2 separate regions of the Rattus norvegicus genome follow, and region 2 is linked to region 1. The links are chromatin contacts, called in public Hi-C maps. All regions are on one chromosome and are shown on one strand. The core of a region is the stretch at or near the end of the contact, and the rest is flanking DNA. Distances in the headings are between cores, read along the strand shown. Region 1 overlaps Dnaaf9 (dynein axonemal assembly factor 9). Region 2 overlaps Atrn (attractin).

Region 1 (6,709 bases), core at 2,530-5,029:
AGTACTCCATTGTGTAGATGTACCACATTTTCTGTATCCATTACTCTGTTGAGAGACATCTGGGTTCTTTCCAGCTTCTGGCTATTATAAATAAGGCTGCTATGAACATAGTGGAGCACGTGTCTTTGTTGTATGTTGGAGCATCTTTTGTTCCTAGCTTTTTAAGACACCTCTACACATTGATTTCCATAGTATCTGCAGCAGTTTATACCCTACCATACATACATTCCTACCAACTAGTAGATAGGGGTCGCTGTTTCCCCGTGTTCTCTTTAGTACTTGTCACTTGTTTTCTTAATGACAGACATTATCACTGTGGTAAGATGGAATCTCAAAGTAGTATAATTTGCATCACTAATGGTTAATGATATCCAACAGTTAAAAATGTTTATGGGCTAAGAGTTAGACATGGAGGTGGTGGGGAAGAATCAGGCTTGACCATGAAGTTAGGTATTCATCTTTGGGGTTACTGACAGGAGTAGAGAGAGACGGAAAAGCAAGAGAGTCCATTGAAATTGTATTGTTTAGGAATGTATGTCTCCTTATATCTGGGTGCAAGGAATAGTCCTTCTACCAAAAGGAGTAGTAGCTCTCTAAAGAGAGGGTGTCTTCTGTGTCTTCTGTGCTGAGAGTCTAGTCCTGTGGGATAGCTAGAGCTTAGTTTAGTGAGGCCTTTATATCAATTTTTGGTTTTGTTTGTTGCTTTTGAGACAAACTAAGAAAGGCTAAATTTAGGCTAAAGCAGTATAGAAACTTTTCTTTGAAAATCAGCAAAAGTAAAAAGACATTGGAAGGGGCTGGGGATTTAGCTCTGTGGTAGCACAAGGCCCTGGGTTCAGTCCCCAGCTCTGGAAAAAAAAGAACCAAAAAAAAAAAAAAGATGTTGGAAATTCTTGGCATCAGCTGATTAATTATGAATGGGACCATGGTGCCATCTTAGTTCATTGTCCATTGTCCAAATAGTCTTTAGACCACTTACACTAAATCTCTTTGAGAGCATGGACAAGAAGGATACGGTTCTGATTAAAGAGCTAGGTACTACTTGCCTTACCTAACAAGACCATTCCTCTAGTGTGTACCTTTTCAGACTCTCACACTTCCTCACTCAAGAAACTCTGTTGTTCTGTTTCAGCTGCAGCCGACTGCGCCAGGTTCAAAGTGTCCTGACCCAGAGCAGCAAGTCTCAACCTGACGGGATTCTCTGCATCCTAGGTCAGTGCTTTCTTATGAGTTTGTAGTCTTGATCTCAGGAAGATGCTAGTAATGCTATCGTGTAAGGTACGTTAAAGGCTAGAATCTTCCCAGTTCTCATTCCTGTGACATCTGATCCATCTTACTGAGGGTGAATATTAAGAGGGTGTCAGTGAGATAAAGAGGGAGCTCCTACCACAGGCTCCTGCCTGCCTTTGACTGTCCTGACACTTACTCTGTAGACCATGCTGGCTTCTGCCTCTTTAGTTCTGGTAGTAAAGCCCTGCGCCACTGTGCCCAGCTACAACCCTTTCTTTTCAAACCACATGGAGAATAGCTGCTTGACTCTGATCCTCCCATCCTGCCAACAGCTGTAGTCCTAGGATGCGAAGTCACTGAGAGACAGAAGTGAAGACAGTGTCATTTAATTTCCTTTTGTCTCTGGTTCCGCCTTTCTAGACTGACCTTAGTGAAGGTCGTCTGCAGGGGTGTATACCTCCGCACCATACCTTACAGTGCAGTGCTAAGCTTTGCTTCCGACACTTGGGAAGGCTCAGTGTGTGTTAGTCTATCCACTTGTCCTCTTCTTTTTCAAATCACCTTAACTTGTTTTTATTTGTACATATTTTCCATAGAGATCTCTTTGAGATCTATTCTTCAGCTAACAAAATGTTCCAAGATCTGTAGATCCATAGAAGACCATATGTTCTGGTTCTTTCTGCCCTTAAGAATTGCACATGTCGGCTGGAGGTGGTTCCGTAGATAAGAGCACCCACATGGTGACTCATAACCATCTGTAACTCTAATTCCAGGGTATCAGATCCCCTAGATCATGGAGGGTGCTCTTCTGGCCTCCTTTGGTACCAGACACACATGATATACATATACATGGAATTTAAACACCCACACATGTAAAGTAAAACCTGAAAGAAAAAAATGCTTTTCAGCATTAGTAATCTTGTTGCTTAATTCTTTTTTTTTTTTTTTTTTTTGGTTCTTTTTTTCGGAGCTGGGGACCGAACCCAGGGCCTTGCGCTTCCTAGGTAAGCGCTCTACCACTGAGCTAAATCCCCAGCCCCTTGTTGCTTAATTCTTTGACCTGTGTAGGTCTTGAGATCCAAGGAAGGTACCGTATGCCTCAGCCTGTTTCTCACACAAGGGGTTGTTCATTTAGTTTTAGCACAAAACTGGTTTGACCATCAAGGCTTTACTAAACGGGCAAATCGTTGGCACTTTCTGTATTCCACGGTGCAGGACAGCGAGTCACAGGCTTCTTTGCTTTGCAGGAATTGACAGCAGGTACAACGAAGGCTGTAGAGAGCTGGCAAATTACCTTCTGTTTGGTTTATACAGTCAGAATACCACTGATTTTGAGAAAACTGGATTTTCTGAAGAAATCCTAGATGGTAAGTCTGTATTACATTGGCAAATTATAGGAGACAGTGATTTATTTCTTTGGACCCTTAATTCATGATGTTTTTGTAAAAATTGTTTTAGTTTTAATTTTACTGTATCATATGAGTGTTTTGCTTGTGTGTGTGTGTGTGTGTGTGCATGTGAGCATGTATGCATACTTGGTGCCCTTGGAAGCCAGAAGATGACATCAGGTCCCCTGGACCTAGAGTTACAGATGGTTGTGAATCTCCATTCAGGTGTTGGGAATCGAATCCAGATCTCTGGAAGAATAACAAGTACGTTTAACTGCTGAGCCATCCTGACAGCCCCAGCTCATGATTTTTTATTTCTGTTTCTGTGGTTTGGGGTTTTGTCATTGCTGTTTATTTGTTTTGAGATAGTCTCATAAAGCTTTAGCTGGCTTGAAACTAACTGTGTAGACCAGACTGGCCTTGAATTCTGAGATCTACCTGCCTCTGCCTTCCTAGTAGTGGGATTAAAGACACACATCCAGCACCACATTTGTGATCTTTTAATAGGAAATTATAATCAGAATTTAAGTAGTCCAAAACTCCAGTAAATTTTTGCCTTATTTTGTTTTACTTTTTGAGTGATGTGTGATTCCCCTAATTGGTCTTAAAATTGGCAACCCCCTGGCCTCGGCCTCCCAAGTAGCTGGGATTACACCAGGCAAGATTTTATCTTTTTAATAGTGAAAAATAGCATTTCCTTGTTAGCCTATTAAAATAGGACATTCCTATTGGTCATGCAGTGGACAACAGACTATCAACAGCAGTTTCCAGAATACATTTATTGGTAAATCATTTTGAGACCAAAAGCAGACCTTGGCGTTTGGATTTGTCTCTTGGCAGGGTACTAGTTTTTCTTAGTATTGCCGCTGCTCCTTTTCCCTGAAGGTTCAGATTGTGTACTGTTGCCAGTGAGAGCATTCTCTGCTTTGAGGCAAAGACGAGCTGCTCTTGTAAGCTGCTCTTGTGAGAAAGAAGATTTTATGTGGATCTTTAGCTGAGGAACAAGGGGCTATTGTCCTGCTGTCTTTGGGAATTGTTTTTTGTGTGACTTTAATACAATGGAGTCTTTCTGCCTGCAGTCAGCTTTCTCTGGCTTGGAGACACTGCATGTGTTGATGCTCCTGTGGGCTGTTGCCCGGGAGCTACTTCTCATATCATATACTTAGCATTATAAATTGTCTGCAAGATGAGTCAGGAGACATAGAACAAACAAGTAAAACTGGACAAGAGACAAGACACTTGCAAGGCAGCTGGGAGACCATGAAGGCAAACATTGGATGTCAGATGATCTCACTTGAATAGTGTGGTCTCAGAGGGAGGGCAGTTTTGTCCCTTGGGAGACATTTAGCAATGTCTGAAGACATTTTTGATGGCCGTGGCTCAGTATGTGGCACTACTGGCATCTAGTGGACACCAGGGCTGCTGCTAAACATCACAAAATAAACAAGAAAGCCCCAGTTACACAATGAAGAGTTTTCTTATTAAACTGTAAATAATTCTGAGTTGTATCGTCTTTGAAATTCTTACCTTGGTAACAACCCCAATACTATCCATATAGTTTAGTTAGAGCTGTCCTTCTTATTATGAATGCAGAAAAAGGAGACGGAAAATACTTGGAGTTAGTATCCTTCCTTTCTTTGTGTTTTCTTCCTCATCTTTCTGTCTGAGGTATGCTCTCACTCTGTATCAGGCTGGCTTCAGACCAGGTGCTTCTCAGCCTCTTGGGTTCTGGGTTTGCATGCAGGAGCCACCACTGTGATCTTCATCCGGTCCTTTTCTTTTTAGATTTTGATATTATAATACAATGTAACACCTTTTCCTTCCCTTTCCTTCTCTTCACTCCCAACCAATGTTCACTACCTATGGTTCATGACCCCTTTGGCAACCCTCTGTCTCTAAAAAACATTTACATTGTGACAAATAACAGTTATGAAAGAGCAACAATAATAATTTTATGCTTGGTGATCACCACAACATGAGGAAAAGTATTAAAGGGTCACAGCATTAGGAAGGTTGAAAATCACTGCTCTAAAACCTCTCATATGTCACTGGACAGGCAATCAGCGTGCTCTTTCCTAGGTAGGGACAACTCTCCTGCTCCCAGCTTTTCTCAGTTGCCATAGTTTTTTGTGTAGGGTTGAGGTTTCCTGGACTTTTCTCTGTCCACTTTGACATGTCATTGGTGGGGTCCTTGTTTAGCTCATGTTTGGGCAGTCATGTTGGTGAGAGTTTATGGATGTAGCTTCTAACGGTACTAGAAGACACCATCAATTATTCAATTTACTTTTTGTTTGTTTGTTTCAGATTTTGATTTTAAATTTCTTGGCCAGGCAATGTGTTTCAAGCCTTTTAATCCCAGGACTTGGGAGGCAGAGGCCGGTGCATCTCTGTGCAGTTAAGGCTTGCCTGGTCTACATAGTAGATTCCAAGACAGGGCTATAGAAAGACCCTTCCTTGAATAAAATAAAATAACATTTCTTTCAGGGGTCTGGGGAGATGGCTCAATGGTTAAGAGAACTGGCTGTTCCTCCAGAGGACTGGAGCCAATTCCTTATGCCTAGACGACTACTCACAACTGTCTGCAGCTTGAGTCGGAGGGGATCAGACCTCCTCTCCTGGCCTGTCTGCAGCTACCAGGCATACACGTGATATCTAGTCATATATGCAAGCACAGTACCCATGTGAATAAAATAAGATAAAAAAAATGAAGTATAAAATAAAATACCTTCTCTTACATGTAGTGGTTTGGAAACAATTTATTCTGGAAGTGTCCAGTCACTGCACATTTCAGTGCAGCCATGTTTGCAAGGACATTTCAGTACTAAAAATAAGGAGTGTGTTTAAATTCCCAAAGAGGTGCTCTTATCCTGTCATTTGGCACAGGAGATACTCAGTAAAATACTAAGCATTTTGCTCCAAATTATTAAAGTCAGTTTTAGATCCTTATAGTTAGAAAGCTAAGATTAACAGATTTGTGCTTCTAACTTTAGGATTTTGAGGCTGGGTTTCACTCTGCAGTCCTGGCTGTCCTGGAACTTGTTGTGTAGACCACACTGACATCACACTCACAGATAGAGCTCAGAGATGCCTCTGAGTGCTGTGGTGAACGATGTGGGCCACCACAGCCCACATGCTTCCTCCCGCCTTAGCCTCCCTGTTCGTAAAAAGGCCAGCGTGAGGTACTTACTTTTCAAAGGTAGTTTTTAAAACATTTTACATGATTTTAAATTTATTTTAATTTATTGAGACAGGTTCCCTTTATGTAGCTCTGGCTATCCTGGAACAAGCTGTGTAGACCAGGCTGGCCTCAAACTCACCGAATTCTGTGATTAAAAGCTCATGCTAGCATACTGGCCAACCTTCCCATCTCATCTTGTCCCCTCCTCCTCTTTCTCTTCCTAGTCCTCCTCCTCCTTCCTTCTCCTTCTGCTGCTGCTGCCTTTTTAAGTTTAATTTTGTTTTTGATATAGGGTGTTTCTGTTTAAATCAGAGTGGCATCCTTGAGCTCGTGCTAGGGTCTCAAGCACATACCATCATGCCCAGCTTCATATTCTCTTTGTTCCTTCTCTCCTCCGAACTGAAACTCACTGTGTACGTAGACCATGCTGCTCTCAGACTCACAGAGATCTGGCTTCCTCTGCCTCCCCAGTGCTTGGATTAAATGATTAAAGACACCACACTTGACCATATTTTCTTCTTTTATTATCTGACTGTTTACTCTGTTAGATATCAGAGCACTTTGAGAGTATGAAATGTGTGATTAGATTTAGCTAGCAGTTGTTATGATACATCTGTTTTGGGATCCTGAAACTTTAAGTTATATTCAGACTATGTGTGGTGTGTACACTGCCGCCCCACTTTTCAGGTGTCATAAAATGTCTCCCTTAGCAGGAAGTCTACAGTTGATTTAGGACAGGGATCTGAGGGCTCTGGGACTTGAGGAAGCCCAGTGCTGAGACATGAGAGAGAGAGAGACTCTTTTCTTCTCTTTGCACTTTTCCTCTCCACCAGTTCCTAGCGTGGCCTTGTTAGAGAGAGGCCTTGTGGCTCTGCCATGGGAGATCCATTGAGCAGAGCCCATTTTTCTTTTG
Region 2 (6,268 bases), core at 1,423-3,922, 120 kb before region 1:
GGCTGGGCAGATTTTGTGTATCATGCTGTGAGACTCTAGACCCTCTGTTATTTCAGGCCTTCTCTGACACCACTCCCATGGGATGGAGAAGGTCAACTTATTACTGCCATTACTGTTGCTGACAGTAGAAGTCAATGTTCCCCCCACAGTCTCTACTGATACTGTGCAGGCAGAAGCCTTATTTCCAACTGGTGTGACCTTGTGGGAGGAGTATATCACTGGGAGTGGCCTTTGAGGTTTCAAAACCCCATGCTAGGCCCAGTGTTCTCGTGTTCATACTTTCTCTCTCTCTCTTTCTTCCCTCCCACTTGCTTGTAGATCAAATTCGAGCTCTTAGCCACTGCTCCAGTGCTGTGCCTGACTGTTGTCATGCTTCTTGTCATGATGTTCATAGACTTACTCTCTGAAACTGTAAATAAGCCCCTAATGAAATGCTTTCATTTAAAACTGCCTTGACCATGGTGTCTTCAAAGAAACAGAACATTAACAAAAGCACACGCCAGACTGCCTAGTAGTCCTACTGACTTTAAGATGAATGTCAATACTTTTTAATCACTAATAGAAAAAACTTCAAGCCACAAAATTAACATGGCTAAGTATTTATAAATTTCCTCTTGAAATCTGTTCTCTATAACTCTAATATGATAATATATATTCTACCTTCAAAAAAGCACAAATAAGACTTCAAACCCTGGAAATTATTAGACAAAAGCCATTTAACACTAGTAAGATATAAACTGAAACCATCTGACATATGAAAACTATTAATAAAATCAAAAGATAAAGTAACTCCTATTTATATGACGTACTACATACCTAAAGCAAAATATCAGAGGAAGTACCTTAAAAAGATAAATTATTCTTATCATAACAATGAATTCTTTGGGGCTTTCAATTGTAGAACATCAACATATATGAAGAAAGTTTAAAAGAATACTACCAAAGTTTAAACAGATTTCCCTCAGTAATTACTTGTGATGTCCTGGCTTTTTATTATTTTTACACTGTAGCTTCTTGGGGTGGAAACCCAAGCTTCTTCCAGAAGTTTTTAACCCACTCTCTGAGCTGGTGAGGCTCAAAGGGCAAACATTACAAGCCTGGTGACCTGAAACCAAACACCAAACTCACACACAGGTGATGGGAGGAAACTAACTCCATGCAGCTGTCCTTTCATCTCCACTGGCACACCACTGCATACACCCCCTTATATACACTCAGGAATAATAAATAAAATGTTTTAATTATAAAGCCACTTACGCTAAAACCATGCTGTAATCTGAATGGTTGAACATATACCCGCCAACAACCCACATTATATTTCCATTGACCACAGCTTTATGAGAGGCTCTGGGAAGCTTTAAGTCAGAATATTCTTCTCGAGTCCAAAAAGACTGGTTAGCTGGCACAGGAATTGAACATCCAGGACCTAATAAGAAAAAAATAACAACATAGCTTCACAAAATGCAGTCTAAAAGTTTGCAGCATTCCAAGTTCTAATCTAAGTGCAAAGAATATTTAAAGAATCATGTTTCCTTTAGCAGTGCTAACATCTTGAACTTGTTTTAAACTTATTTCACACACAGTTATTTTACTTGAATGAATGTCTATGTACCACTTGCCTGCTTGGTACCCACTGTCAGAAAAAGGCACTGGATCCTCTGGAACTGGAGTTACAGATATTGTGAGCTCCTACGTGGATGCTGGGATCAAATCTGAGTCCTCTAGAGAACAACCAGTACTCTTAACCAAGAAGCCATCTGTTTAGAACCTAACATGAGTTTTTAATTTACTTAAGATACAGACCAAAACCAATCATTCCATAATGAGATTTAATACTACATACTTTCTGCTAAGTTGGCAATATTCAGATTAAACATTTTTAGTAGTAAAAATCTTGCTTAAGCAGCATTTAGGGAAAGGGCAGACCAAGAGTTATTAATTCAAGTGGAAAAGACACTAGGGTTAAAATATAATGACAGATCAAAATCAATCTTCTGGTAAACCCAGAAGCTGACTAGATGAAGGAGACAGAGAGAACTCTGTCCTCTACTGGGACTCCTGAAAGGGGGATGGTACTCAAGCATGCCAACCACTAACTCCTTAATATCAACTAAACTAGACAAACCAAAAACATTTAAACAAACACTTTCTTTCAAAATAAAAAGGTCCTGAGGACATAAGCATAGAAAGAAAATCACTAAAGCAATAATGGCTGTTTCCTCAAAATGTCAGAGAATTCCCTACAGCTTCATTAGTATGCTGGTTGTGTGGGTAATGGCACTAGATGACAGCAGTGGGATTCTAACTGGTGCAGATCTTCTCTGAACACAAACAAGTTTTCTTAGGAAACAGCAGTACTGCCACTTAACCACCTCTCAGCTTGATTCTCTGCTTCTCTAACACCAGACCATGCTCCCTAATTTTCATGAATGAGTTGCAAAGGATTTGTTACACCTTTCCATAATTCTAAGCACATCAATAACAATCACATACGTGTAAACTTTAAAGAGTCTGAGTAGAGGGAGGTGAATGCTTAAATGCCATCTGATACATGATTAACATAAGGCCTACAGCTGCTAAAATAAACTCTATTACAGTTCACTAAACTACAACTCTGTGAAAGAACTTTGAAAGGGCAGCTCCTACCCTGCCAGTGAGGGAAGCAGGAGCACCCTCTGGTGTCACTTGCGTTACAGATGCCTCGGTGAGGAAAGCCACAGTTGTCTGTACAGTGAGGAATGTCACAGGACTCCCCTTTCCAGTTTTCAGAACATTCACACTCAACAGTGCTGCTGCTGTTACTGCTCTTACATTCTCCTCGGCCTGAGCAATTATTCGGGCACATGTCAAAACTACAAAGACAGGAGAAAACTAAGTCAACAATTTCAACTAAGCAACATTTGCAGACCTCCTTCTTATAGTTTAAGTTAAGTTCATTTGCAAGTGTGACTACAGGACTTACCAGTTAGCCCAAGTGTGCTCACTGAGCTCTGTGCAGCTAGGTAATGAGATCAAATCAACCTCACTGTATTCGCATATGAAGGAAGAAGAATAAATAACTCAGGAAGTTAGAGAAATTACAAAACAATAGAGATCTGTGCGAAACCACTTAGACTTGGCTTGACGCTGACAACCAGGAGCCTACTCTTTCTGCTAGCTCATTAGTAATGAGTTCTACAAAAGTGCCAAGCTAATGCTAGCAAGTGGAGGAAGGAAAGGGAGCCAATGAACTGACAATATTCATGGCACGCATTCTCTGAAAAGATTCTGAGAATTAGCAGAATTTAAGATTACTTTCCAGAGCCCTTGGTCCTGCCAAGGCTGGACCCCCAGTGAACAGGATTCTTGGGGGGAGGGTGGTAATGGGAGGAGGATGGGGAGGGGAACACCCATGTAGAAGGGGAGGGGGAGGGGTTAGGGGGATGTTGGCCTGGAAACCGGGGAAAGGGAATAACAATTGAAATGTAAATAAGAAATACCCAATTTAATAAAGATGAAAAAAAAGATTACTTTCCAGTGATGTAGTCAAATTAAAGGTCTTCAGTAACTTTTATCAACTCACTTCAGATGGAGAAGTGCAGTTAACAATTTGAAATGACATAATTCAGATGTTTAAAGAGGTACATTAGTGGACTATTACAATAGTTTAAAAATATAGATTTCTTATACTGAAGATTATTACTGAGACACTACTAACTTTGATAAATTCACTTAGCAAAACTCCTGATATTTTCTTCCAGCATCAGGTAGAACGTCTCTCTCTTCCAGGAGATGCTCAGTGACAAGATCTAGAAAAACCAAGAACTGTGGTCCCAACTACTGGGGCTGACATTCGTTTAACCTTTTAGCTCCTGTTTTCCTCAATTATGAAATGAGAAAAAATGTCTACCTCTCACTGAATACTTAAAAAAAACTTTAAATAAGAAAATTCATGTTAATATTTAGCAAGGTGCCTGACTAGCTGTAAGCCCCCCAATATTATTATTATTATTGTTATTGTTATTAAGTCTTTTGAATAGTATCAAAAATATTAAATCTAAATATCTTACTTGTAAGTGATATTAAATCCAGTCAGATTATAAGCAGCATCACTGAAAAAATGCAGTAGTGCATAACCTGAAGTGACAGTGACTTCAGGGGCCGTCTCATTGCCATCTCTTTCAGGAACAATGAGGCCACTGAAATGTAAACACAGATCAAATTACAGCAATTTCAACAGAATCCGTCTATACAGCCTTTGAACTGAGTCTAGTCATTCTGGATCTGCCATGCTTCCTTAATTCTGTTATTGTTGTCACTATTTGATCCAGGGGCTCTTGTTCCAACACAGTATAAATGTGACTCTAGCTGGCCTCAAATCCACAGCCCCACCTGCCTCCGCCTCCTGAGTGCTGGGATTTCAGGCATGTGCTACTATGCCCAGCTTCTAAAGGATTTGAAATCAATGACTTTGGTTTTTTGTTTTTTGTTTTTGTTATAAGCTTTTTATGATATCTTCAAGTCTCTACAATTATATAAATAACAAACTTTATGAACTGATAATTGTTAAATATGTACTGTTGGAAGAAAATATTTTACCTATTTTTATACTATGTATCATATATTGTTATCTTTTTAATATATTTTATAGATGTTTTATATAAATGAAAATAGAAAAGTTAACTGAATTTATAGTCCTTATAAGATTAGCTTTCAGACGTATTTTCGTTGTTCAACTGTAATACTGTTTATGTTTATACACAGCAAGCATCTGTCACTGAAGGCCCCAAAGTCTCCCTGAGTCTCAGTAAGAGCCTAGTGGGTAGCGTTTGAAGTACTGCATGTCAGTAAATTCATGTGAACTAAAGATTTGAAGATTTACTGAATCAGTGACTACCATTTTTAAGACATTTGATCTATAATACCATACCACCTTGTTTTACAAAAGATACATGCTAACTTGAAGGCTGGGAGTGGTGGCACATGTCTTTAGTCCCAGTATTGGGGAGACAGACCCAGACAGATCTCTGCAAGTTCAAGACCAGCATGGTCTACACAGTGAGTTCCATGTAAATTATGTCCATGTGTATAATTTGAAAGCTCAATATAGAATGGAGGTGTCTACCCCCACCTCATTTACCAACAGAAGGAATATTATAATGTTGGTCTTGCTCATTTAATACATGATGTACCCCAAGGTTAATCATTTTCATGTTCAGTTGCTCCTATTTTTTTGTCATTATCAATTCACTACAACCACCAATCACATTTAGACAATAGCAAAGGCCATGTGATTTGCTCCACACATATAACTTCACTCAATGATTAAACATCTGATCACCTATTACTCTCTCCCTTTCACTCACTCAGTCCCTAATTCCCTAATTTTTCTGAAGATTACAACGGGTATATTCCTACTTCAGGCTATGACCATCTTAAATGCTATGACCTAGCAATTCTCTTTGTATAAGAAATACTTCCTCATATATACACAGAAAAACAAAGAATACTCCTACAGCAGTAGTCAGATGACAACTGATTAAAAGTCACCTAATTACTCATTTATGGGAGTTGATTAAATGAGTCATTACTAATCTGTAGATCTGCAAGACTAACAAAGAGTTCATGAAGACAACAGGTAGAGTAGGGAGGCACACAGTCAAACAACTGGCCTGGTGTACCTATGCATCTAAAAGCAAGTATAGGTACATGCATGTAAATGTGACCAGAAGAGAACATACAGACTGACAGTGAGAAGATGGGATTTTCACTTAATTTGCATATATGTTAACATCTGCATGTGCATGTTATCTACACCAGTGTGTGCGGGATACATTATGTGAATATGCATGTTACCTACAGCAATGTGTATAGGATACATCATGTGAATATGCATGTTATCTACACCAATGTGTATAGGATACATCATGTGAGTATGGGTGTTATCCACACCAATGTGTATATACATGTTATCCACACCTATGTATGTAGGATACATTATGTGAGTTTGCATGTTATCCGCACCAATGTGTGTAGGATACACTATGTGTATATACATGTTATCCACACCTATGTGTGTAGGGTACATTATGTGAGTTTACATGTTATCCACACTGATGTGTGTAGGATATATTATGTGTGTAGTATACATGTCATCCACACCTATGTGTGTAGGGTACATTATGTGTGTATGCATGTTATCTGCACTGGTGTGTGTAGGGTACATTATGTGTGTGCTGTAGAGGCAGACTTCACTATCAGGTGTCTTCTTCACTCACTCCCCTCCTTT

The links. A called contact is a pair of places that touch in the nucleus more often than the background predicts.
Region 2: a contact with region 1 is called in a Hi-C map of Schwann cells, with 2.4 times the contacts expected there. The contact joins two enhancer-like sites. A contact is called at or near these places in 3 of 12 Hi-C or Micro-C datasets (Schwann cells, frontal cortex and hepatocytes).

Annotation. Positions count from the first base shown.
Region 1 is chr3:138,484,176-138,490,884 of GRCr8, reverse strand. Dnaaf9 (dynein axonemal assembly factor 9) reads left to right here. Exons shown (of 37, transcript NM_001109206.1): 2 at 1,133-1,212; 3 at 2,478-2,597. Among named protein-coding and RNA genes, the nearest start is that of Dnaaf9, 18 kb to the left of the region's middle. Within about 2 kb of position 3,779, at least 60 of the 93 cell types and tissues checked have an H3K27ac peak or open chromatin away from gene starts, as enhancers often do. A contact at or near this core is called in Schwann cells, where this site is marked.
Region 2 is chr3:138,605,650-138,611,917 of GRCr8, reverse strand. Atrn (attractin) reads right to left here. Exons shown (of 29, transcript NM_031351.2): 4 at 4,050-4,178; 5 at 2,647-2,852; 6 at 1,258-1,426. Among named protein-coding and RNA genes, the nearest start is that of Atrn, 45 kb to the right of the region's middle. Within about 2 kb of position 2,672, at least 25 of the 93 cell types and tissues checked have an H3K27ac peak or open chromatin away from gene starts, as enhancers often do. A contact at or near this core is called in Schwann cells, where this site is marked.